Regions from separate parts of the Mus musculus genome. Here regions 1, 2, 4, 5 and 6 are each linked to region 3. Evidence: chromatin contacts called from public HiCAR-type, HiChIP or PLAC-seq and promoter capture Hi-C data. All regions are on one chromosome and are shown on one strand. The core of a region is the stretch at or near the end of the contact, and the rest is flanking DNA. Distances in the headings are between cores, read along the strand shown. Region 1 holds the start of C430042M11Rik (RIKEN cDNA C430042M11 gene). Region 2 holds the start of 1810073O08Rik (RIKEN cDNA 1810073O08 gene). Region 3 holds the start of Dync2li1 (dynein cytoplasmic 2 light intermediate chain 1). Region 4 holds the start of Kcng3 (potassium voltage-gated channel, subfamily G, member 3). Region 5 has its middle 10 kb from the start of Gm35125. Region 6 has its middle 15 kb from the start of Gm35457.

Region 1 (3,584 bases), core at 53-2,552, 770 kb before region 3:
CCGTGGGGCAAAAATAAAAAACCAAATTAGATAAATGTATATATTTTTTATTTAAAATGGCAGGGGATGCCTTTAATCCTAGCACTTGGGAGGCAGAGGCAGGCGGATTTCTGAGTTTGAGGCCAGCCTGGTCTACAGAGTGAGTTCCAGGACAGCCAGGGCTACACAGAGAAACCCTGTCTCAAAAAACAAAAAACAAAACAAAACAAAACAAAAAGGCAGGGGATATAGCTCAGAGATAGAACACTTGGCTATTATTCATAATGCCTTTGATTTAATCCCCAGTCCCGAGAGACAAGACAAGACAAAGCAACCCGATGTCCTGCCACATACACCAATCTATCATCTTTAGTTTTGAAGCCTGAATGGGGCTCGAAGGTGAAAATCCAGGTGTTGTCAGAGCTGTATTTTTTTTAAAGACTTATTTATCTTATGTTCGTTGGTGTTTTGCCTACATGTATGTCCATATGAGGGTGTCAGATCCCCTGGAATTACAGACTGTTTCGAGCTGCCATGTGGGTGCTGGGAATTGAAACTGGAAGAGCAGCCAGTGTTCCTAACCACTGAGCCATCTCCTCAGCCTTGGGTCTTGTCTTTTTTTTTTTTTTTAAAGAGTTCAGGTAGAAGACATAGGTTTCTTCTTCTCTAACCTATCAAGATCCTCCTCACACCTGCAAGTAACGGAGACTCCAATTAACCGGGAGCTTATGGGATGCTGAGGATTTATATGCTAGGTGACAAGCAAGTACACCCCTCCCCCCACTAAATAAAAGTGTAATTTAAACAATTCAAAGACACACGTCTAGAGAGATGGCTCAGCCACTGAGAGCACTTGCTACTCTTGTAGAGGGCCAAGGTTTGGTTCCCAGTATCCACATGGCAGCTCACAATTGCCTGTACCTCCAGTTCCAGTGGATCTGATGCCCTCTTCTGGCTTTTAATGGCACCACATACACACACACAGTGAACAAAACATACATGCAAGCAAACGCTCATAACTAAATAAATCTTAGGAATATAAAAATGAAACAAGACAGAAAAACAAGCAAAGAAAACCCGTTCAGCTAAGGGGAAAGTTAAAGGCTCATATAACAAGATACCTGTCTGAGTCAGGGGTTCTCTTGCTGTGAAGAGACCCCATGACCATGGCAGCTCTCATGATGGAAAACATACTCTGGGCTGGCTTAGTTTCAGGGGTTTAGTTCATTATCATCATGGTGGGAAGCACAGCCGTGTGTAGGCAGACCTGGTGCTTGAGAGGAGGAGAGCATTCTATATCCAGATCCGAAGGCATCAGGAAGAGACCTTGAGCCACTAAGCCCCAGCTTGAGCTCCTCAGACCCGCCCCCTAGTGACGCGCATCCTCCAGCAAAGCCACACCCACTCCAACAAGGCCACACCTCTTTAGTGGCACTCCGTATGGGCCTATGTGGGCCATCTTCATTCAGACCACCACAGTAGCTAAAGGATATTTGCAGGAGGTGTAACTGAGGAGACCCAGCCTGAATGTTGCTCATGTCAGGTTTTGTGTGACAGCGAGGAGAAAAGTGACTAACACACGTCCTATTCCTGGTGGCTGAGGACAGCTGGTTACACGTAGCGTTTCCTTAGGACCACGCCCTGTCTCCAGTGCTGCAGGTGCTTGCTTGCTCTGCTGTGGGGGCTGCAGAGCGGGTTGAGTCATGTTAGCAGCATCCTTCCATTCTTCCTACCAGACATATGTTGTTGAAATTTTTTAATCCCAATCTGGGGTTTCTCTATCACCTTGATCATTCAGTTCCTGGATAAAAGACACACAACCTTTATATTTACAATAAGCCTTAATCAGCACAAGAGCTGGGCAGATACCTACCCTCTATGCTATTAGAATCTACCTTCCTATCAATAACCCCAAGTTATTATTTACTATGTTTCATCTATGCTGCTCTTAACTCCAATTGGTCAGCCCTCAGGTTCTCCCTCGAGAACCCATGGCTTCTCTCTCCCTCCTTCACCTTCTTCTCCCTCATGGTTTTCCTCAGACCCCCAGTCCTGGAATCCTAAACCCCACCTATGTCTCTTCTGTCCAACTATTGGTTGTCAGCATCTTTATTTACCAATGAGAAATAACTTGGGTGCAAAGTCACTGGGTCTACACTCAGACTTTCTCTCAGGGAACCAGGTCTTAGGGGCTTGCACTTAGCCCTACAATACACAGCAAAAGACCAAACCTCAAAAGACTTAGGCAATTCTCCCCATGTTTCTGGGAGATCAAACTGCCATGAAGGGAGAACCAGATGTGTGTGCTGGCCACGAGAGGCTCAAATGTCCATACTTGCACCCATTACTGGGACAAAACCAGTAGTAACCAGCAGACGTTGCTTGGATCTGGTGTTTCCAGGTTCCCAGACTTTTATTCAAGAAAACTAAAATAAAGGCAGAAACAAATTGCAAAGAAGCAAAGGAGTTTTATTTCAAAGCAAAGCAATAGTATAGACCAGAAACATCCTGTCAAGAGTGATAGGGGACACTATCTATCGATCGATTTATCTATCTATCTATCTATCTATCTATCTATCTATCTATCTATCTATCATCATCATCATCTATCATCTATCTATCTATCTACCATCTATCTATCTATCTATCTATCTATCTATCTATCTATCATCTATCTATCTATCTATCTATCTATCATCATCATCATCTATCTATCTATCTACTATCTATCTATCTATCTATCTATCTATCATCTATCTATCTATCTATCTATCTATCTATTATCTAACTATTCATCCATCTATTTATCCATCTATCTATCCATCTATCTATTATCTATCTACCTATCATCTATCTATCATCTATCTATTATCTATCTATCTATCTATCTATCTATCTATTATCTATCTATCTATCTATCTATCTATCTATCTATCTATCTATCTATCTATCTATCTTATATGTAAGTGTTTTGCCTTCATGCATGGATGTACACTACTTGCCTGCCCAGTTTCCTCATCAAATCCCTTGGGACTGGAGTTGCAGATGGTTGTGAGCCATCATGGTGCTGGGAACTGAACCCTGATCCTCTACTAGAACAGCAAGTGTGTTCAACCACTGAGCCATCGCTCCAGAACATCCCCCACCCCCATATTCTATCATTCCTGACTCTTCATGACATGGTTCCAAATGATCTTGATAAGAGTAAATGTGTGTGGAATCCTGGGGTCCAAGGCACCCTGAGGAGTGTCAACACTGACATTTTTTTGTGGCTCAAGTGTTGTGGATGAATTTATATTTGTTACCTACAATGAAGAAAACTGAGAATATCTATGAGATGCCCAAAGTTATTTAGTCTCTCTCTCTCTCTCCCTCCCTCTCTCTCTCTCTCTCTCTCTCTCTCTCTCTCTCTCTCACACACACACACACACACACACACCACATACCCCCACACACCCACCATATATTCTACTAGTAAGTAATACTAAAAGAATTTCACATAAATCCGAGGAAAAGACCCAGACACATCAAAGAATCTAAATGAACAGAAGAAATTTAAAGACGACACTGAACAAAAAATGCTCAGCACCCTTAAATCTACTTTC
Region 2 (3,321 bases), core at 670-3,169, 710 kb before region 3:
GATAAAGAGTGATAAACGACTTATTCTTGGGTGCCAGCCTAGAATAAATCCAGTCTAGAAGAGTGAAGGGCATATTAAAAATCATGTCAAGAAAAACAGACCGGAAAGGGTGAAACTCCCTTAAAGGACCCCAAGGGAGAAGGACACTTAACTCTTCAATAGCCATGGCCCCATCAGCTCATCATCTGGCCACCCAGCTCATGCAGAGGGTGTGCCTAGGGCCCTAAAAGAGAGAGCTCCCAGCTGTTCCAGGGACCTCTGCTTACTTTGGTCCCCACTGTTGATGCAGCCTACTTGACTTGCAGATATGCCTATCTTCCCGTTTGTCTCTCTGGGTCTTCTGTCTGTCCGTATATCCAGACCTGTTCGCCTATTGCTCCTCCAGCCTCCACAGTTCTGTACTGCCTCTGCCTTTAGACTCCTTTCTCTGGAACTCTGCTCAAACCTGTGGCTTATCAGCAGCAGGGCTCCAGCGATCACTCAGCAGAGCTCCCATCCTGGTCCACTGTTCCCCTTTGGAGACTCTTTTTGATGTTTCCATGCCTCTCTGGTCTCTTTTGAAATCTCTTGAACACTTCTGTGGACTTTTTTGTTTTGCTTTTTTAAAGCTCTCTCTCTCTGTGTGTCCATGTGTTTGCATGATGTATGATCTGAGAGTTAATATTAGCAGTTAAGATTATAATAAAAAGAAACGGTGTTTGCCTTGGCCAGAGCTATCAAGGCAAGCGAGGCTACTTGCTGACATTCTGCCAGTGGAGCAGCTGTACCTTGTAGATTTCTTGTTACTCAACACATGCTGACATCGTGAAAGGACTCCAACGCATTCATCTGTGTTTCTGACATAGCACACTTATGACATCAGGGTTGAGTGAGGGAACCTGACCACACTCCAAAGCCCACGTTGGAGGTGGGCCAGAAGATACTAGAAGCGTCGGGCCGTTTTTCCTGCAGTCTTGCCCCCATTAAGTACTCGCCTCACTGTAATGTTTGCTGGTAAAACAAACAGATCCTCACATTTCCCTGACTGAACCGCCTGGGGTGGGCTCCTGGCTGGGAGGAGGCTGTCTGTGTGCTGCCTCAGGGGCCCAGACTCTCAATGACTCTGCTCTCCTTATGGGATGGCTCAGAGTCCTCTGCAGTCAGCAGGCACACAGGAGAGAGAGAGACAGGAGGCGCAAGCTCATCTTGTCTCCTCGGCCTGGGTGCTACCATCTACCGCTTAGATTTTGTTCTCACGGTGAGGACCAGGCTCACACCCACCCATCTCCATGCTTTTAGCTGCTCTGCTCTGCTCATAGAGCTGAGCCCATAGCCCAGGATGCTCCCTCCTCAGGAGGCCTTTTAGCTCTCCTCGTTTGTGTTTGTTTGTTTGCTTGAGACAGAGTTTCTCTGTGTAGCCCTGGCTCTCCTGGAACATGTTCTATAGATGAGGCTGCTCTCAAACTCAAAGAGACCCACCTGCCTCTGCCTCTGCCCCTGCCCCTGTCCCTGCCCCTGCCCCTGCCCCTGTCTCTGCCTGAGTGCTGACATTAAAGGCATGCACCGCCACTGCCCAGCCATTCTTAGCCCTTCTTTAAGATGCTTGGTAGGTTATTGGTCCCAGGCCCGGTTTTAAAAGGAAAAACCATGGATGTTCCTGAGGGGAAATGGAGGGCACAGGTGGACACCCTCAACGAGCTGGTACACACATTATCCTCTTAAAACTTCAGGCATTCTGAGTGCCTCCCAAGTCTCCTCTAAGAGACCCTAGAGTCCACTTCAGGTTGCTCTCCTCTGGGCTCGGTGACCTGGGCCCAGCAACTGTGATGGTCAAGTCCAAAAGTCCCCATCAGTCAGAACTGGATCAAAGGAAGAGATGTGGGTGGAGCTCAGGCACGTCACAACGTGCTTTCTCTCACCCAGGCCTTGTACCTCTAGCCAGGGCTTCTTACACACCTGCTGCCAAAAGGAGGGACATGAAGAGTAGCCAGGCTGCCAGACCTCAAGGTGTTTCTGAGTTTATGACAGGATGACCAGACACCTGATGAGAAGGATGCCAAGCTCCTGACAGGAGAAGAAGCAAAGGATGAATGCCAGAGGGGCCATCATGGGTGAGTCACTCCTCTGGGGCAATTGGAGGAGGCATCCTGGAACTTAGAACTTGCAGGAAGGGGTGGGGAGCACGGGGAATGGAGGGGAGCACGGGGAGCGGTGGGGAGCATGGGAAGACTCGCTGGCATTCCTACTTGTTTTTATGTGTGTGATACTTTATAGTTGCAAAGCCAGTGAGGTGTGTGAAGCAGAGAAAAGAGAGAGAGAGAGAGAGAGAGAGAGAGAGAGAGAGAGAACACAGGCCCAGAGAGGCTGAGCCCCCTTGCTCAAGGTTGCACAGGAATTAGTAAGACTACAAATATCCTGCCTACAGTTTTGGTGTTTTTTGTATAAGTTTGACAAATGTTTCTCTTCTTCAAGGGCCGATCAGGGCAGGTTCCCCAGGCTGGGTAAGAAGCCCCCATGTAGGGCACAGACTCCCTGGAGGGCATCTTGAGTCTAGGTGCACAGCGTCCCTTTAAGAACATGTGTTTCCTGTTTTCTTTCTCCTGCTGGCTAAGGGCAGAATGGGGTTTTCCTGAGCGGAAGACCAGTGAAGTCCTGCTCAGTGCCGTCAGCTTTGGCTGGTCTGGGGCTCATAGCTCTATTATTCTGGAGCTGATCTGCTCTGGCCAGTCTTCCTAACTTGATACTCCAGTCATCCCAGATCTTGAACCCAGGGTCTTGACTCTTAGATGATAGTTTTGGAATATTCCTTAAGAATTAATCAAGGTCTTAGAATTGGTACTGCCCTGGAACAGAGACACTAAGGCTGAGGGAGGGAGGAGCAGGTCTCCTCAAAGAAGCAAAACAAGACCTTAGGCAGCCGAAGACCCAGGGCAGGAACTTCACCCCCATGCCCCTCCCACTGTTCTCATTCATCCTGGGTGCAAGTTGAGGTTAGACCTCACTCCAGTCTGCTAGACGGTACCATGCGGAGTTGGCACGGTCTGGGTTCAGGCCATAACAGCTGTGAATATAGAGTTCCTGGAGGCTAACCGAACATCTTTTTCTACTGTCTGGTTCATGATTTTTGTTTCTTAGAATATATCATAGTTCAGGGAGATATCACTGAGCCTGGTGACCCGGGTTCAATCCCTAGGACCCATATGGTGGAAGGAGAGAACCAGATCCTGAAAACAGTCCTCTACGCATGTGCATGTGTGCACATATATATGTGTATATACACACTTTAGAAATATATGTATATGCATATATGTGTGTATGTATAAATAAATGCAATGAAAAAGG
Region 3 (3,480 bases), core at 486-2,985:
TCTGGTATGCAGGATATCTGACATGTGACTCCTGTGAAAGGGCCGTTTGACCTCCCACAGGAGTCACGACCCACAGGTTGAGAAGCACTGCCCTTGATCTTTCCCGTTTACCAAACTCCCTCCTCCAACCGTCTCTCCTGGTTAACCAAAACAGTTACAGCCTTGAAGAGGTACCTGGCAAGTCGTGCCTAGGAAATGACATTAGCCACCGTAACTGTTATCACAATGGTTGTTAATACCTACCTGACTTCCTAAACAGCATGCTAAACCCAGGAACAGATTGTAAACCCAGAATCCCAAGTCATTACAGTAACAGGAGTTCACAGGCCACCGGCTGGCTAGCACCAGAGCGCAGAGGGCAATGAGTGAGGAGTGTTCGGCTGTCTTTGAAAACGTCCTTCCTCCACTGAACACCTTCGCCTCAGACCTTCTGACCTGACTCTTTCCTACACTTTGCTTCATTTCCAGGAATATACTCCTTCTGTCTCTACATTCAAATCTGCCAATAGGGCTGAGGTGGTAACTCGTGGTGCAAGGCACCTGCCTGGCTTGCAGGAGACCTTGGATTCATTCAACCTTCTGCATGCTAGGAACTGAATCTCAGCTCATCTTATTCCAAACCCCAATGTTCTTATACGTCCCACCATAGAAACTGAACCCAAAGGCTTGGAGAGAATTTCCTTCAGACATTCAGGGATCTGGGACCTGGGTCTATTCAACATTCAGAACAGGTCAAATAGCAAGCCTGTCATGAATGCTTTGTCAACTGCTTCAGCTGTGGTCACTTTGTACCTTTCCTACAATAGCTTGCTTTCCCTGAGTTATGATTACAATTAGCTGTGTCCATCTATTTTAAAAGGGTTTGTATCTCATGTCTTACTCTGTATTGCCCAGAGCAATACTCTATATAAGTTTGTGGGGATTCCTGCCTATGTATAAAGAGCCCACAAAGTTCAAACAAATATAAGCCCTCCTGCATAAAACAAATTAAGTATGTAGGAGAACACATACTTCATTGACTTATTAATAAATCCACTGCTTCATAAAACATCATACATCCAAATGTTCAGAAAACTGGACAAAGCTGGGCAGTGGTGGTACATGCCTTTAATCCCAGCACTTGGAAGGCAGAGGCAGGCAGATTTCTGAGTTCGAGGCCAGCCTGGTCTACAGAGTGAGCTCCAGAACAGCCAGGGCTACACAGAGAAACCCTGTCGAAGAAGAAGAAGAAGAAGAAGAAGAAGAAGAAGAAGAAGAAGAAGAAGGGGGAGGGGGAGGGGGAGGGGGAGGGGGAAGAAGAAGAAGGAGGAGGAGGAGGAGGAGGAGGAGGAGGAGGAGGAGAAAACTGGGCAAAAAGTTTGCACACCTTGTTCCTTGTTTTGATTTTAACAGTTGAAATTTTTTCCTCCTATGTTTTATTAGGTAACTGCCCAACATTGTTTCAGCTTCCAAATCATGGCACTAGAGGAAAAAAGTAACGATAAGAGAGCAGAGGCTCCTGGCATGCAGTCTGCACTCCGTATAACTAAAAACAAAAACAAAAACAAACAAAACCTTCAAGCCCCCAACATTTTCATTCCAGATGCACAAGCATGCTCACCATATCATCTGGCATCCTAGGGCTTGATGCTGAATACGGAGAAGTAAGCCGAAGGTGGAGAACTACACTTCCCATGAGGCTGCTCTTTGGGACGCAACCTCGGCCGTGACGTCGTTGCCATGGCAACCGAGGAGCCTGCATTCTCTGGCCCAACTAGGTGTTTGCAGCCTGCCTGGGTCAGGGTTGTTCCTCACGCGGAGCCCAGGAACTCTGGGGCGGCGCAGCCACCATGCCCAGGTATTGCTGAACCGGCCTGCGGGGCTCTCACGACCTGCCCTCTTTCCCACCAGAATAGGGAAGGGATACGGAAGGTTGGAGCAGAGGTACCCAGCCCTGGCGCTGTGGGCGATGCGGAGCTGGTCGGAGCAGTAGTACCTCGCTGTCACCACCCTCCATCCCTATCCCACCCTCCTACTCAACCCCCTCAACCCCTCCCTCCCTCCCCGCTCCCCGCCCCCCCCCGACCTATAACTTGAGGATTCTGTCACAAACTAGAAAAAAAAGCGACTTGAAAAGATCTTCAACTCCATCCATTCGCTGATTGCAGTGAAGTGTTTCAGATAGCCACATGCTGTTGCGGGCCAGGGCATGGTGGTGAACCAGACCACAGAGCCTTCTCCCCAGGGGCCCCTGCCTGGTGTCACAGGGCTTCTGTACCTTGGAGGAAAGTGTAACATCTCCTTGAAGGCGCAGAGTTGGGGGTCTTGATGGCTTATGAAATACACTTGAACATTTATCTCTACCAGGTTCCTTTAAAGTACCCGAACCTCCCTCCGAATGGCCTACAAAGATGTCAGGGAGAGGGCCAAGGGTCCACCAGGGCGCAGTATGATCCACTTTGTGGATCAGAGGCACAAGCTGCGGTAGAGTTTATGAAGTTCCGGGCTGGAATTGAGTCAGCTTAGGTTACTGTAGTGAAACTGTGAGTGCGGGGGTTTTGTTTCTTTGTTTGGGTTTTGGCAGATTGAAGAACCCTTTCCTTTCCCTGGGTACTTGAGAAACAGAGAACCATATTTTGGGGGACTGGTGTGTAAACAGAGCAAGCAGAATCCTCGGCCTGTGAAATAAGAGTTCAGATCATTCGGGATTTCGATTTTGACTTTGTCTTCCTGTTTTGACATTTTAAAACACTCCCGTTTTGTTTGTGGGGTTCTGGGAATTGAGCAGGCACGGTAACGGCTTAGACTTTATCACCAGCCCTGATTCAGGTTCTAGTCTGGTAATAATTATAGGCCATCAATAGCTTTTGTGGTTTAAAACTAAATGAACAGTGACAATGTAACAATCACTGTGGCCCCCAAAGCAGATATTCTTTTTTTTTTTTATTGACATTTCAGAGACAATAGATTTGAACTAGAGGATTAGCATAGAGGCTTGCATGCATTAGTTGCTCAACAAATACTTGGTGAGGGCTGGAAGATGGCCCAGTGCATAAAGTCCTTGATGTTCAAGCATGAGGACCTGAGCTGGTAAACCTAAGGTGCGGGACCCATGTCTGTAAACTCGGGACTTAGGAGGAGGGGTGGAGACAGGCGGGTCCCTAGAGCTTGAGGACAGCTAGCCTACCCCAAGAGGGCAAATAGGCATGCTGTCATTCTCTTTGCTCTTGGCTGTGGGTGTGACTGTCTGGCTGAGGCAAACTGCTGTGGCCTTAACCTACCGACGCACCGTGACTCCTGGATATATGAGGAAAATAAATCCTTGCCTTGTTGCGGTGTTTGCTCACAGCAGAGGAATGGATGCTAGGGCGCTCTGTCAGTACTCTTCACGAGCCGTTTCCAAGTGAAGATAGTTAGAAAAAAAGTCCTCTAGTGTTTTACCTAGCTATTGACTATCAAGAAATAGTATTTTTATAAATCTTACTGAAATAAAATTTCTCT
Region 4 (3,492 bases), core at 171-2,670, 990 kb before region 3:
ATAATACGGATTCCATCCCAGCACACATTACGCCGGGAGCAGGGTGTGCAGAATGTGTGGGCACTGAAGCAGACCACATTTCACCGAAATGAGACTTCATCTTTTCAAACACCACCAGTACTGGCACATATTTCAAAGAGCTCTTAGCTCAAACTGAATCATCGTGCAAATTATTGCGTGTTAGCAATAAAAGTTTGGAAAATCTAATTAGCAGGTTGCTATTTGGTCAGAACTAAAACACAAAGCCTGGAGGTTTTACTCTAAAAGGTGAGACCCAAGCACAACCACAGGCTGCGCCTGTGAAAAGGGGGCGGGGTTGGGGACCCATAGATTCCTCACACCCCTCGGCTGGAGCGCCAGGGACCTCCTGGGGCAGGAAAAAAGCCTAGCTGAGCTGCCAGGCAGACAGGACGGAGACCGGACGGACGGACGGCACGGATAGACGGGACTGGACGGACTGGACGGGCAAAAAAAGCAGTGCGTCCTACCCGGAGGGTTCCCTCCCAGGGCTGGCGGAGTACCTGCTCCGGTCATCCAGACTGCGGTTGTCAGCAACCGCCGCACGCCAGTCGGGCAGCGTGCTGGCGCACAGCACCACCATGGACACGATCACGAACACCACGGACACGCTGGCCAGGATCTGCGCGGCCAGCGACGACGTGGGCTCCTCGAAGGTCCGCCGCATGCGCTCCAGCCAGCGCCGGGAGGGGGCCGCCTCGGGTCCGGCGGGACGAGGCTGCTCGCGGCCCAGCTCGTCTGCCGCGTGAAAGGTGTGGGTGTCGGACATGCGGTCGTCTAGGCGGCGCTGGCAGCAGTACTCCAGGTGCGCACCCTCCAGGCCCCAGTAGATCATCTCGTTGTAGAAGGAGAGCTCGCACATCCGCGGCGCGAAGCGCAGCTTCCCGTGGCCGCGCACGTACAGCAGGATGAAGCCGAAGGCCTCCGAGTGTCGGTCGAAGAAGTACTCGTTGCGCTCCCGGTCGTAGTCGTCGCACACTTCGAGCACGTCGCGCTCCGAGCGGCAGCCGTGCAGCCGGCTCACGCGGCGCAGCGGGAAGTCCTTGAGCAGCTCCCGGGACAGCGAGTACCGGGCGCCGCCCACGTTCAGCACCACCGAGGCCGCCCCGCCGCGCCCGAAGGTCATGGCTGGCCGCCCCGGGGGCCTGCCCGCCGCGCGCACGGGGAGGCCGCGCCGTCGGGGCCCGAGCTCCCCCGGGGCTCGCGCCCCGCACCGCCCGCGTCCCCCGCGGTGTCAGTGCCGCCGCCCCTCGCTCCCGGGTTCGCCCTCCCGAATCCGGGTGGCTGGCCGCAGCTCCAGGTGGCGCCGGTCTCCCAGAGGGCGAACGTTAGCCGAGGCACCGTGGGCAGGTCTGCCCGGTCCCCGGCGCACGCAGCCCCGCCGCCGTCCAGAGGCGAAAGGCAAAGTGAGCCGGCTCCGGCGGCGAGGAGCGGGCTCCGGGAGGCGGGGGCGGGGCCTCCCTCGCCGTCCTCCTCCTCGCCCGCCGGCTCCGCGCGCTCCGCTCCCTCCGCGCGCACCTCCTTGCCCGCCCGCGCCCGCACCTCCCGGCTCGCTCCGGCTGGGATTCCCCGGCGCCCCGCCCCGGACCTCGGGCTCCCCGCCTCGTGACGCCGTGCGCCCCCGCCCGCAGTGGCCGGGAGGGGTGCGCAGGGCGTGATGCGAGCTGCGGGGAGCCCCGGGGCCATCCGGATGATGGACACACCTCCCCCAGGCTCCTTTAAAGAGTCCCCCGAAGGGAGGAGACAGGAGGGAAGGAGGGGTGCTGAGGTGAGGACCAAGGTGCGAGGTTTGAAGTAGGGAGCAGACGGCGTCTGGATGAGCCTTTGCCAGAGACTGTTGGAAACCCTGGTCGGCTTCTAAGGCCGCCCCAAAGGATTTCTCAAAGCAGGCAACCCAGTCGCGGCTTTGCCTGCAGACTTTGCGCTTCCTCTCCGCGCGTGGGGCACCCCACGTGCCGTGCGCTCCGAAGGCGGCCGCGCACCAAGCTCTCCCCACCCCCTGCTCCCTGAGGGATGCCATGGGCCAACGGACTCGCCCTAGTCCCCCATCTTTCCCAGCCTTGGGGTCCTAAGAAGGCGCCTACACCGCTCTCACGATGCCTCCGGTGGAGTCGGGTAGCAGTCTGGAGAGAATTTTCTTTCACTGGCAAGACCAGAATGTCTTATTGCCTCGATCTTGCATTCTCCTTTTCATGCTATCTCGATGTCCACTCCTTCCCTCCCCGTAGCACCCCCGTGCGACTGCGGCACCGGCCTTCAAATGCAGAGGCAGGGTTAAGGCTTGGTGGAGTGGGGTTCGACTTGGCAGGCATTATTTTAAACAGCAGTTTACACATCCGACACCGGCAACCCAGCCCGTCAAAGGCAAGAAACAGGTGAGTTATATATAAGGGAGACGGCGTTAGATGCAAAACAAACCCTGGAAATAAAAATGAATAGGGAGGGTGGAGGGGTGAGATGGGCTCCTGTGACCATGGAGTACCTGGGGAAGGGTTTTGCTTTCCCCCTCCACTTTCCTAATTTTGTAGGACTGCCCCGTGCCCGCTAGAGGTCACCATAAGGAGTCATTTGCTCTGCTTCTCGGATAGATGTTAGTGAAAACAGCCGCCTGCAAATTTGAGTTCTCTTTCTGACAAAGTCACCCTGGGTGGTTCTTAGAGAATGAAAATCTCCATAAGCTGTTTATCCCTAGACTTGGATCATTTTTTTTTAAGCACTTAATGTGATTAAAAGCTCAAAAACAAGAGTTATTTATCTGCTAAGTAGCTACTAAGCAAGGAAAACATCCTGAAGGAAGTGAATTCAATACGGAATGGAAGGAGGTGCTGGCAGAAGGAGCCAGGGACTCCGGGGGAGCAAATGCCAGATGTGAAAGATTAGCGACTGTAAAGAAAGCTAATGCATTTGTCTGGCTGGAACAACGGGAGTTCTAAGACCTGTGTCCATGCCGGGCTATCTGCAATGGGATCCCTGAAGCTTTAATAACAGAAGTGGCTAGATGAAAGCCTTAGTTTAGGAAGACGCTCTGCCCCGTGGGTTATTCTAAGGAAAAGGCTCTTTCAGCAAGCCAGGAATAGAAGCCCTAACCTCGTGTCAGTAAAAATGAAAGCCAGTTATGAGAAACCCAGCCCAGTATCTAGCAGGTCTTAGTAATGGATAGGACACAGTGACCAGAGGAATAAATAAATAAATAAATAAATAAATAAATAAAAGCAGGTGAGAACCAGCTACCAGCCTGGCTTCACACCAGCAAGAGCCAATTCACCAGCAAGTTGTTAAAAATATTCTAAAAGCAACAAGCAACAGAACAGCCATTGTGTTGGTGATTTGAACATTACTATATTTATTTCCTGTGTTCTCTATGCAAAAAAAAAAAAAAAAACCCTTTGCAGTCTGCTGTTGGAAGCATTTAGAGAAATATCTCTTTTTAAATTAAATTTGAACTTAGAAAACAGATTATTTGGTGACAATGCA
Region 5 (3,568 bases), core at 691-3,190, 740 kb before region 3:
ATAGACTTAAGTGTCCGAATGTTTGGCCCATAGAGAGTGGCACTATTAAGAGGTGTGGCCTTGTTGGAGGAAGTGTGTCACTATGGAGGCAGGCTTTGAGGGCTTATATATGCTCAAGCCACACCCAGTGGGACAGTTTCCTTCTGCAAATTAAGATGTAGAGCTCTCAGCTCCTTCTCCAACACCATGTCTATCTGCATGTTGCCATGCTCTCCATTACAATAACGGACTAAACCTCTGAAACTGTAAGCCAGCCCAATTAAATGTTGTCCTTTATAAGAGTTGCCATGGTTACAGTCTCTCTTCATAGCAAGAGAAACCCTAACTAAGACAAAGAGTAATGTAAATATCCGTGTTTTCTGATGGACTTGGGCAACCCCAGTGAAAGGGTCATTTGCCCTTCAAGGAGGTTAAGACCCACAGGTTGAGAACCACAGTCCTAAACTATTATTTAGTGAGCAAGTCAAGACATCCGTAAGATAGGCCACACGGTGAAAGCAGATCTGCTTACATATACCCCTTTGCTCCGTCCATCCATCTGAGGCAGGAGAAAGAGGATGAAGGTGCTGCCATCTTGGATATCCCATGCTGTCAGGTCTGCACTTGGCTTTCAGGCCAGGACGGTGAAAGCCAAGTAAGTTATTGTAAGCCACTAAGGTTTGGCTTTTATTATACAGAAGCAAAGAATCAGCACGCAGAAAGTTCACCTATTTTAATTTTAAAATAGCTGGGTACGCTGTAAAAAGGTCTACATTTAAGATTGCTTCTCAGGTAAAAACGTTTGTTTGTGTGTATGCTTGTATAGGTGTGCACATGTATGCATGAGGGTCTTGTTGGGTGCCTGTCTCGGTCAGTCCCACATAATGTTTTTGAGATAGGATCTCTCACTGAACCTGGAGCTTGCTGACTTGGTGCAACTGGTAGATCAGTAAATCACAGGAAGTCCCAGCTTTCCCTCTCTATTGCAGGGGTTACAGGTGCCCACAGCTGTGCTACGCCTGGCTTTTATCTGGATGCTGGGGATGGAAGTCAGGCTTGCATACTTGGGCAGGAAGCACTTTACTCAGAGAGCCATCTACCCTGACCTTCTCATGCAAATATTAAAAGTACTGTCTTTAGAGCCACTGAGATGGCTCAGCAAGTAACTGAGTTTTCCACCAAGCTTGGGGACCTGAGTTTGATCCCCAGAATGCACAAGGTGTAAGGAGAGACCTGACTCTTGCAAGATGTCCTTTGACCTACATGAATGCTGCAGTGTGCATGGGAATGTACATACACAGACCCAAAATTCATAGGTGAATAAATAACTAATAAAAATGTCTTTTAAAATTATCGTATTAGTTGTTCTCCTCACTTCTGTGACAAAATGCCCGACACAGTGACATAAGGAAGGAAGGGTTTCTTTTGGCTCAGGCTCTCAGATGGGCTGTAATCCATCATGGCTGGTGAGGCACCATGACAGGAAGGTGAGGCAGCTGGTCACTTGGCATTCACAGTCAGGAGGCAAAGAGGAGACAGGGGCTGAGCTACAGAACCTCATTATGTGCCTACGTGACCCACTTTTTCAAGGATCCGTATCCTGAGGCTTCCATAGCCTTCCAAGACAGTCCTATGAGCTGGGGACCAAGAGTTCAAACACACAAGCTTACGGAGTCCATCCTACATTCAAACCACACACGGATCCATCAAAATTTTAAAACTGGTACATTTCATCAAACACATATAAAAATAAATGTTTAAGCGAGGCTAACTTTAAGCTTGAGTTTTGAAGTCTTAGTGATATCTTAGTTGACATTCGTATATCGGTGAATCACTCGCTGTAGTGGTGTTCTTCCATGTCTGGTTAGTTGCCAAAGTAAAGAGTCAGTCTCACGCTTCATGCATTTGCATACCAAGATGCATATGTGCAAATGTAGGTGAATCATAAATTATGTATCCTGGAAAACGTTCCATACCTGTGATTCACAAATGTAGCAAGCACTGTGCTAATCTGCCAGTCGCCCTGGAACAAAATGTGTGCTTGTTACTATCACGGGATAGTGCTATTACACTCACACTATTTACGAGAAAGGACTCGACTGATAAGCACATCTGTTTTGTTTTGGTTTTTTCTCTTACCCCATTTAGTCTGTCCTACTATCTTTCATGTAGGAGTCAGCTTAATTCAAGGCTCACATAACATGCAGACTCTGTCTCCTGTTGACTCTAGGACTCACGTGTCAGTCATGAGAGAGGATGCTTAGAGCCGGAGACCATGTTTACCGATGATGAGGGTTGGATTCCAAGGGAGACAAGGAAGGATCCATGTACTCTTCATGTTCCAAGTGTGCTTGTGCATGTGTGTGTGCACGTGGGCACCTATGTGTGAGATGTGGGCCCTCTCCATTGTAGGGAGCAGAGTGGGGTTTCTTTTGCCTATAGTTCCCAGCCTTCCTGTCCACATCTCTTTGCTTTTCCCCCCAGAGGTCTATGAGCCTCTGCTTCTGGGAAAACATTCTTATTTTGATTTTGTTCTTTGGCTAAAACTTGCAGGCATGGGCAACCTTTTGACATTGCGACACAACACTGTCTACAAAATCACACTCAAGAACCACACAATTGAATTACAAAAAAGAAAAAAAAGCACCGAATATCTCATAATGTTTTATGTAAGGTTATGATTGTGTGTTGGGCCTCATCCAGAGCTATTCCACAGCACATGTGGGTTGGCCACGTCTGGGGGAAGCATATTTCACTTATTATCCACGTATAAATTTTAGCTACGGACATTTTTAGCTATGAGTGACCAAAGACCAATTCAAACAAGCTTGAATCAAAAGGGCATATGTTGATTCTCAGGACTGGACAGTCCAAGGGTGGAGAACTAAGGCTCAAATTGGTTTTCCAGAGTGTTTGTGTCAGTCCTAGATTCTATGTGTGTGTGGGGCAGGGATGCATTTCCTCCAAAGAAGGGAGTCGGGCAACTATACATTGTAAGAACCATTTCTGAAATGTTGCTCCTGGGTCCCTTGGGCCAGATTTCTCAAGTAGGTCAAGTGGTGGGCACCGTCTTCCCAAAGTTCTCTGCGACCTGAAGCTGATCATGGCTCCCTTGGTGCTGTGGTGATTTCAGTACAGCAGACACGAATGGTTGACATAGCCAGTCTAAGAGGGCTTTCTCAGCACAGCTTTTCACCTACTCTGGTCTGGGTACCCTCAAAGATCCCCCAAGGACAGCTCCTAAGAATTTTACCACCATGACTGTGCAATGTAGAAATGTCTACAATGAAAACCAAACAAACCAATTCTGCCAAGCCACCGGCAGCCAGCCTCCCACAGAGCTCCCAAGAGGTCCTCATGCACGGAGGCCCTCAGCAATGGTCTCTCAGCCTCTCCTGGGTATTCATGCCACACAGGAGTCCCTCCATAAGGGCAAGGTCCTCAGAAGTGGGTTTAGTCCTCAGGTCACTTTCCACTGACCCCCCCATGAGCCTAAGTCCCTAGTGATATACACTCCCAAGGCTTCATGAACTCTGATGAAAACTCTCCCTGGGGAGGGTAGGGAGAGCGGCTGCTAAGGCATGTCTTC
Region 6 (3,703 bases), core at 1,016-3,515, 650 kb before region 3:
GTGTTTTGTTGAGGTGAGATCTTGAGGGTCTTGATAGAAAGTGGATTCCAGCCTTTGTTTCCGGCTTCCCATGAGTGACATTCACCATGTAAGGCCATAGCCAACTTCAGTCCGGGTGAGCAATCGAAAGCACTGACTTTTGAGCCAAAGTCCCAGGCTCTCCTGATCCTTCTAGCTCATCTTCTTAGAGGAAGAGAGCGGTGCACTCCTTAACCAGGACTCGGATTGGTGCCATCATGTCCACACCCGAACCAACCACCTGCCCAATGTCCAACCTAGACCATGTCATTTAATCCCCTCTCCAGCCTCAAGGGGCAACTGTCATCCACGTTGAGCATCTGACACGGGGACAGAGTGATTTACTGTCCAAAATTGTGGTGAATGATGTCATTGACGTTAGCGTTGTGGGAGAACTTACTATCCCAAGCAATGCTGAGCGTGAGCACGGATAAGACAGAAGACAGCCATGGGTCGGGGTGGGACCATCTGGAACACCAGGAGAGGAGCAGGGAGCCACTGCAAGATTCTCAGTATGGGGGAGAGAGAGTATGGGGGAGAGAGAGAAAGGTGTCCTCCCGCCTTTGGGGGGTCAGGGGCCGTTGGCCAGAAAACATGGAGGCAGACTGGCAGGTGAACAATAAGGAACAGAGTCTTCCAGCCGGGACTTCCTGTGGCCGCACAGAAAACCCTCAGGAAGGAAGGAAAGGCTGTGGCACAGACTCAGCCTGAACCATAAGGACCTTAATTTAGATCACACATCCCGGAAGACGCTAGGAAACTGCTAACGATTATCTCTCGCCCTGCAAGGCTCTGTCTTATGGTGGCCCATCCAGCTAGTTTCTTATTTGCCCCTCCAGGGCTAAATGTGCTCTGCTTCTGAGAACATTCACAGACAGAAAGCAAGAGCCGCTCGTCCAGCAGAGGAAAGCGGGCCCTCTTCTCAGCTATTGTATTGGGTGACATTTGCTGATTCTGAGGTGAATGTCCCCTCCACAGCTGGCTTTACCAATATTTTTAGAAACTTCTCACCAGCTTGCTAGCGCTGAACCATGGCTTGCTCGTGCGGGCAGCTCGACGACGTTTCCCTTTCAGCACCTTCATACTGTCACGGTGCTTCCTGGTGGAGGCCTCTGGGCTCCTCTAACTGGGCTGTGCTCACCCTTCAGCCAGAGAGCAGGCACATCACGAGAGCCCAGGATACAGATGTGTGGTATATGTCTCCAGTCACGACTGCTGAAGACATCTGTTTGGAGAGGCAACTAAGTTCCGGAGTATGGCCTTCTGGGCATGCACACTCATAAGCTTGTGTGCAGTGAGCATGAGCACATCTGTGTGTATATGCATGGGCGTGTAAGGGCCGGAGATCAGCATAAGATATTTGCCTGCCTTCCTCAATCACTCTCTACTATATATATATGGTTATATATATATATGGTTTTATATATATATGGTTATATATATGGTTTTTTATATATGTGGTTTATATATGGTTATATATGGATATATATGTGTGTATATATATATGGATATATATGTGTGTGTATATATATACATATGTGTGTATATATATATTTGAGGCAGGCAACATCTGTCACTGAAGCTGGAGCTCACCAATCCAGTTAGACTGTAGACTGGCTGGCCAGCAAGCCCCAGGAATTGCCAACCTTTGCCTCCCTACTGTGGGGATCACGGACTTGGCATCTTTTGTGGGCACTGGGATCCAAATGCAGACCCTCACATGTGTACAGAAGCCATTTTACCCACTGAGCCCATCCCTATAGCCTCAAGAGTGAGTCTTTCCTGTGCTCCATGTCCTCATACTGTCTTATTAGCAAGACCAATGGTGGAGCAGGAGACGCAGCAGCTGCCACTGAAAGACGAGGAACCAGAGGGAATGTGCCCTGGACAGGGTAGCCAACTGTGAGCAGACAGCAAGACTGGGAAGTGTACTTTCTGCCTCTGAAACAACCTGCCCCCATCAGGAGGCTAAACTCCAGGGAGGTCAGAGGTCGGGGAATTTTTTTTTGGATCACCCTGGGGAATGGGATGAGCCCTCCATCCAACCCCTCTCCCACTCGATGCCCAGCCTCCTCCGCAGGGCATATGGCTTCCAGCTCTCAGCTGGATCTCAGCAGCAGGAATGTTCTTGTGGTTTTCCTGTTGGAATTCCATGAAAAGCGCTTTCATTCTTTCAGCTGTGAGCTTCTGGAGTTTGTGGGGTGTGGAGTCCAGGGGGATTCCCAAGGCCAGCCCTCCCAGTCTGCCCACAGCCTCTAGGCATCTAATTAGTGTAGAAGCCCAGCCCGGAGCAATGACCAGTGAGCACCAGCATCAGCAACAGGGAGCTGTGAGCTAAGTCACAGCCATTTCCACTTAGCCGCTGGAAACAGGCTGTACCGACTGGGGGCCAGTCCCGAGCCAAGGAAGGAGACAGAATGGGGTGGTGGTCAGGTGGGGTCATACCAGGTAGCCGTCTGATTCACCCACACTCTAAGCCTCGGTTTCTTCTTAAGAGTGGCAACGAATATCTACATCAGAATTATTATTACAGAGAATCACAAGCTAGGTCCTCTCTCTTTTCCCTGATCCTGGGGCCCTTGTTCCCTCCTTGGTGTTATCTGTTTACCCACTGCCTTTTGCTGGGCCTTTGTCTTCCAAGTGTTTCCTCCATCTCACATGCTAGGACCCCCTTGTTCCTAAGAGCACCAAATAGGTGTCAGAAGTGACAGTTGAGGCCCCACCCACCTGTAAGCACTCCAACCCCATCCTTAGAATGCTTGGCAGGCTCAAGGGTTTGCTTTAGACCAGGGTATTTGGGGAAAGAGACGAGGGGGTTGGGAACCAGTTGACATGAGTGATTTGACCAAGTCTGAGGTCCTAGGTCAGTGGCCCAGTGAGCCTCCCATTCTGCCCCTTTCAGGAGACAGAAGTCTGGAAAGCTGCCCCACACCCTCTTCTTTGATGTCTGCATCATCCATGCCCTCTCTCATCTTGCCCTCTTCTTCACCTCTGTCCCTCACATCCTCCTCACCCCACCCCTTTCCTCCTCCTCCCAGCCTCTTTTTATTTCTCTGGGCACACAAATGCTCACCTCTCAGAGCTCTTACCCAGCCAGCATCCATGAGCAGTTGGGGCACGTGCCACCACCTCATCTAGAGGAGAAAGGTGATGCTCAGAGCAGATTTTAGCACATGGTTTCAATGGTAATGTAGAATTTGGGTGTGGGACCGGCAATACCCTCCTGTGGGTGGTGAATCTGAACTATATGCAGAAGTATAGTTTCCAAAGTTTCACGACCGCCCCATCCTTCCCAGCTTCATTTGGAAACTTCCAGAATGTCCTAACATAAATGTGAACTAATAGGGTCATGCAGTCACATTTCTCTACTTCCTGCTCAGAAGGATAGGGTGTCTAGAACATGCAAGCTTTTCCCTCCCCGTGGATATCAGAGCTTCTCCCCAGCAATTCCTTGAGAGCCTGTCCTCTGATTGCCCGCCTCCTACTTAGAGCACCTGCTATGATCAGACATGGTACTGAAGGATACACGAGAACCCCTTCATCCAACATGTCCCCAGCCTCAAACGATGCTGTTTCTTCAATGTTCAGGTAAGGGGACAGCCTCATCCAGACTACATCCTGTTGATTCTGGAAACAGTGTTCTCGGTGTCTACTCCTTGGACGTTTGAGAACTTTCATCCCACCC

What was found. HiCAR-type assays count read pairs that join an accessible place to other places. HiChIP or PLAC-seq counts read pairs in DNA pulled down with a chosen protein or histone mark. Capture Hi-C pulls out chosen DNA fragments and counts their contacts.
Region 1: a promoter capture Hi-C map of adipose tissue shows a contact between it and region 3, with 2.9 times the contacts expected there. The contact joins the promoter of C430042M11Rik here to the promoter of Dync2li1 in region 3. A contact is called at or near these places in 2 of 39 promoter capture datasets (the 3T3-L1 cell line and hippocampal neurons), 3 of 484 Hi-C or Micro-C datasets (the N1E-115 cell line, double positive thymocytes and nephron progenitors), 5 of 115 datasets of contacts at active chromatin or transcription factors (T-cell acute lymphoblastic leukemia, bone marrow-derived macrophages, craniofacial prominence and 2 more) and 1 of 9 other capture datasets (adipose tissue).
Region 2: a promoter capture Hi-C map of adipose tissue shows a contact between it and region 3, with 2.9 times the contacts expected there. The contact joins the promoter of 1810073O08Rik here to the promoter of Dync2li1 in region 3. A contact is called at or near these places in 10 of 39 promoter capture datasets (the 3T3-L1 cell line, 3T3-L1-derived adipocytes, hippocampal neurons and 5 more), 2 of 115 datasets of contacts at active chromatin or transcription factors (bone marrow-derived macrophages and memory CD8 T cells) and 2 of 9 other capture datasets (adipose tissue and liver).
Region 4: a contact with region 3 is called in a HiCAR-type map of astrocytes, with 3 times the contacts expected there. The contact joins the promoter of Kcng3 here to the promoter of Dync2li1 in region 3. A contact is called at or near these places in 1 of 39 promoter capture datasets (liver) and 1 of 115 datasets of contacts at active chromatin or transcription factors (astrocytes).
Region 5: a FOXA1 HiChIP or PLAC-seq map of pancreatic cancer cells shows a contact between it and region 3. The contact joins the enhancer-like site here to the promoter of Dync2li1 in region 3. A contact is called at or near these places in 8 of 39 promoter capture datasets (the 3T3-L1 cell line, 3T3-L1-derived adipocytes, hippocampal neurons and 4 more), 2 of 484 Hi-C or Micro-C datasets (the N1E-115 cell line and cerebral cortex), 5 of 115 datasets of contacts at active chromatin or transcription factors (T-cell acute lymphoblastic leukemia, acute myeloid leukemia, bone marrow-derived macrophages and 2 more) and 3 of 9 other capture datasets (adipose tissue, embryonic stem cells and liver).
Region 6: a FOXA1 HiChIP or PLAC-seq map of pancreatic cancer cells shows a contact between it and region 3. The contact joins the enhancer-like site here to the promoter of Dync2li1 in region 3. A contact is called at or near these places in 2 of 39 promoter capture datasets (the C10 cell line and liver), 1 of 115 datasets of contacts at active chromatin or transcription factors (pancreatic cancer cells) and 2 of 9 other capture datasets (embryonic stem cells and liver).

What each region holds. Positions count from the first base shown.
Region 1 is chr17:83,853,116-83,856,699 of GRCm38.p6, forward strand. C430042M11Rik (RIKEN cDNA C430042M11 gene) reads right to left here and starts at 1,303. Exons shown (of 2, transcript NR_155491.1): 1 at 1,101-1,303.
Region 2 is chr17:83,916,015-83,919,335 of GRCm38.p6, forward strand. 1810073O08Rik (RIKEN cDNA 1810073O08 gene) reads left to right here and starts at 1,920. Exons shown (of 2, transcript NR_166916.2): 1 at 1,920-2,090.
Region 3 is chr17:84,624,740-84,628,219 of GRCm38.p6, forward strand. It overlaps Dync2li1 (dynein cytoplasmic 2 light intermediate chain 1), which reads left to right and starts at 1,736. Exons shown (of 13, transcript NM_172256.2): 1 at 1,736-1,837. The coding sequence starts at 1,830.
Region 4 is chr17:83,630,475-83,633,966 of GRCm38.p6, forward strand. It overlaps Kcng3 (potassium voltage-gated channel, subfamily G, member 3), which reads right to left and starts at 1,421. Exons shown (of 2, transcript NM_153512.1): 1 at 489-1,421. The coding sequence starts at 1,144.
Region 5 is chr17:83,883,306-83,886,873 of GRCm38.p6, forward strand. No RefSeq gene overlaps it. Among named protein-coding and RNA genes, the nearest start is that of Gm35125, 10 kb to the left of the region's middle. Within about 2 kb of position 1,941, at least 33 of the 459 cell types and tissues checked have an H3K27ac peak or open chromatin away from gene starts, as enhancers often do. A contact at or near this core is called in 3T3-L1-derived adipocytes and pancreatic cancer cells, where this site is marked.
Region 6 is chr17:83,977,171-83,980,873 of GRCm38.p6, forward strand. No RefSeq gene overlaps it. Among named protein-coding and RNA genes, the nearest start is that of Gm35457, 15 kb to the left of the region's middle. Within about 2 kb of position 2,266, at least 64 of the 459 cell types and tissues checked have an H3K27ac peak or open chromatin away from gene starts, as enhancers often do. A contact at or near this core is called in pancreatic cancer cells, where this site is marked.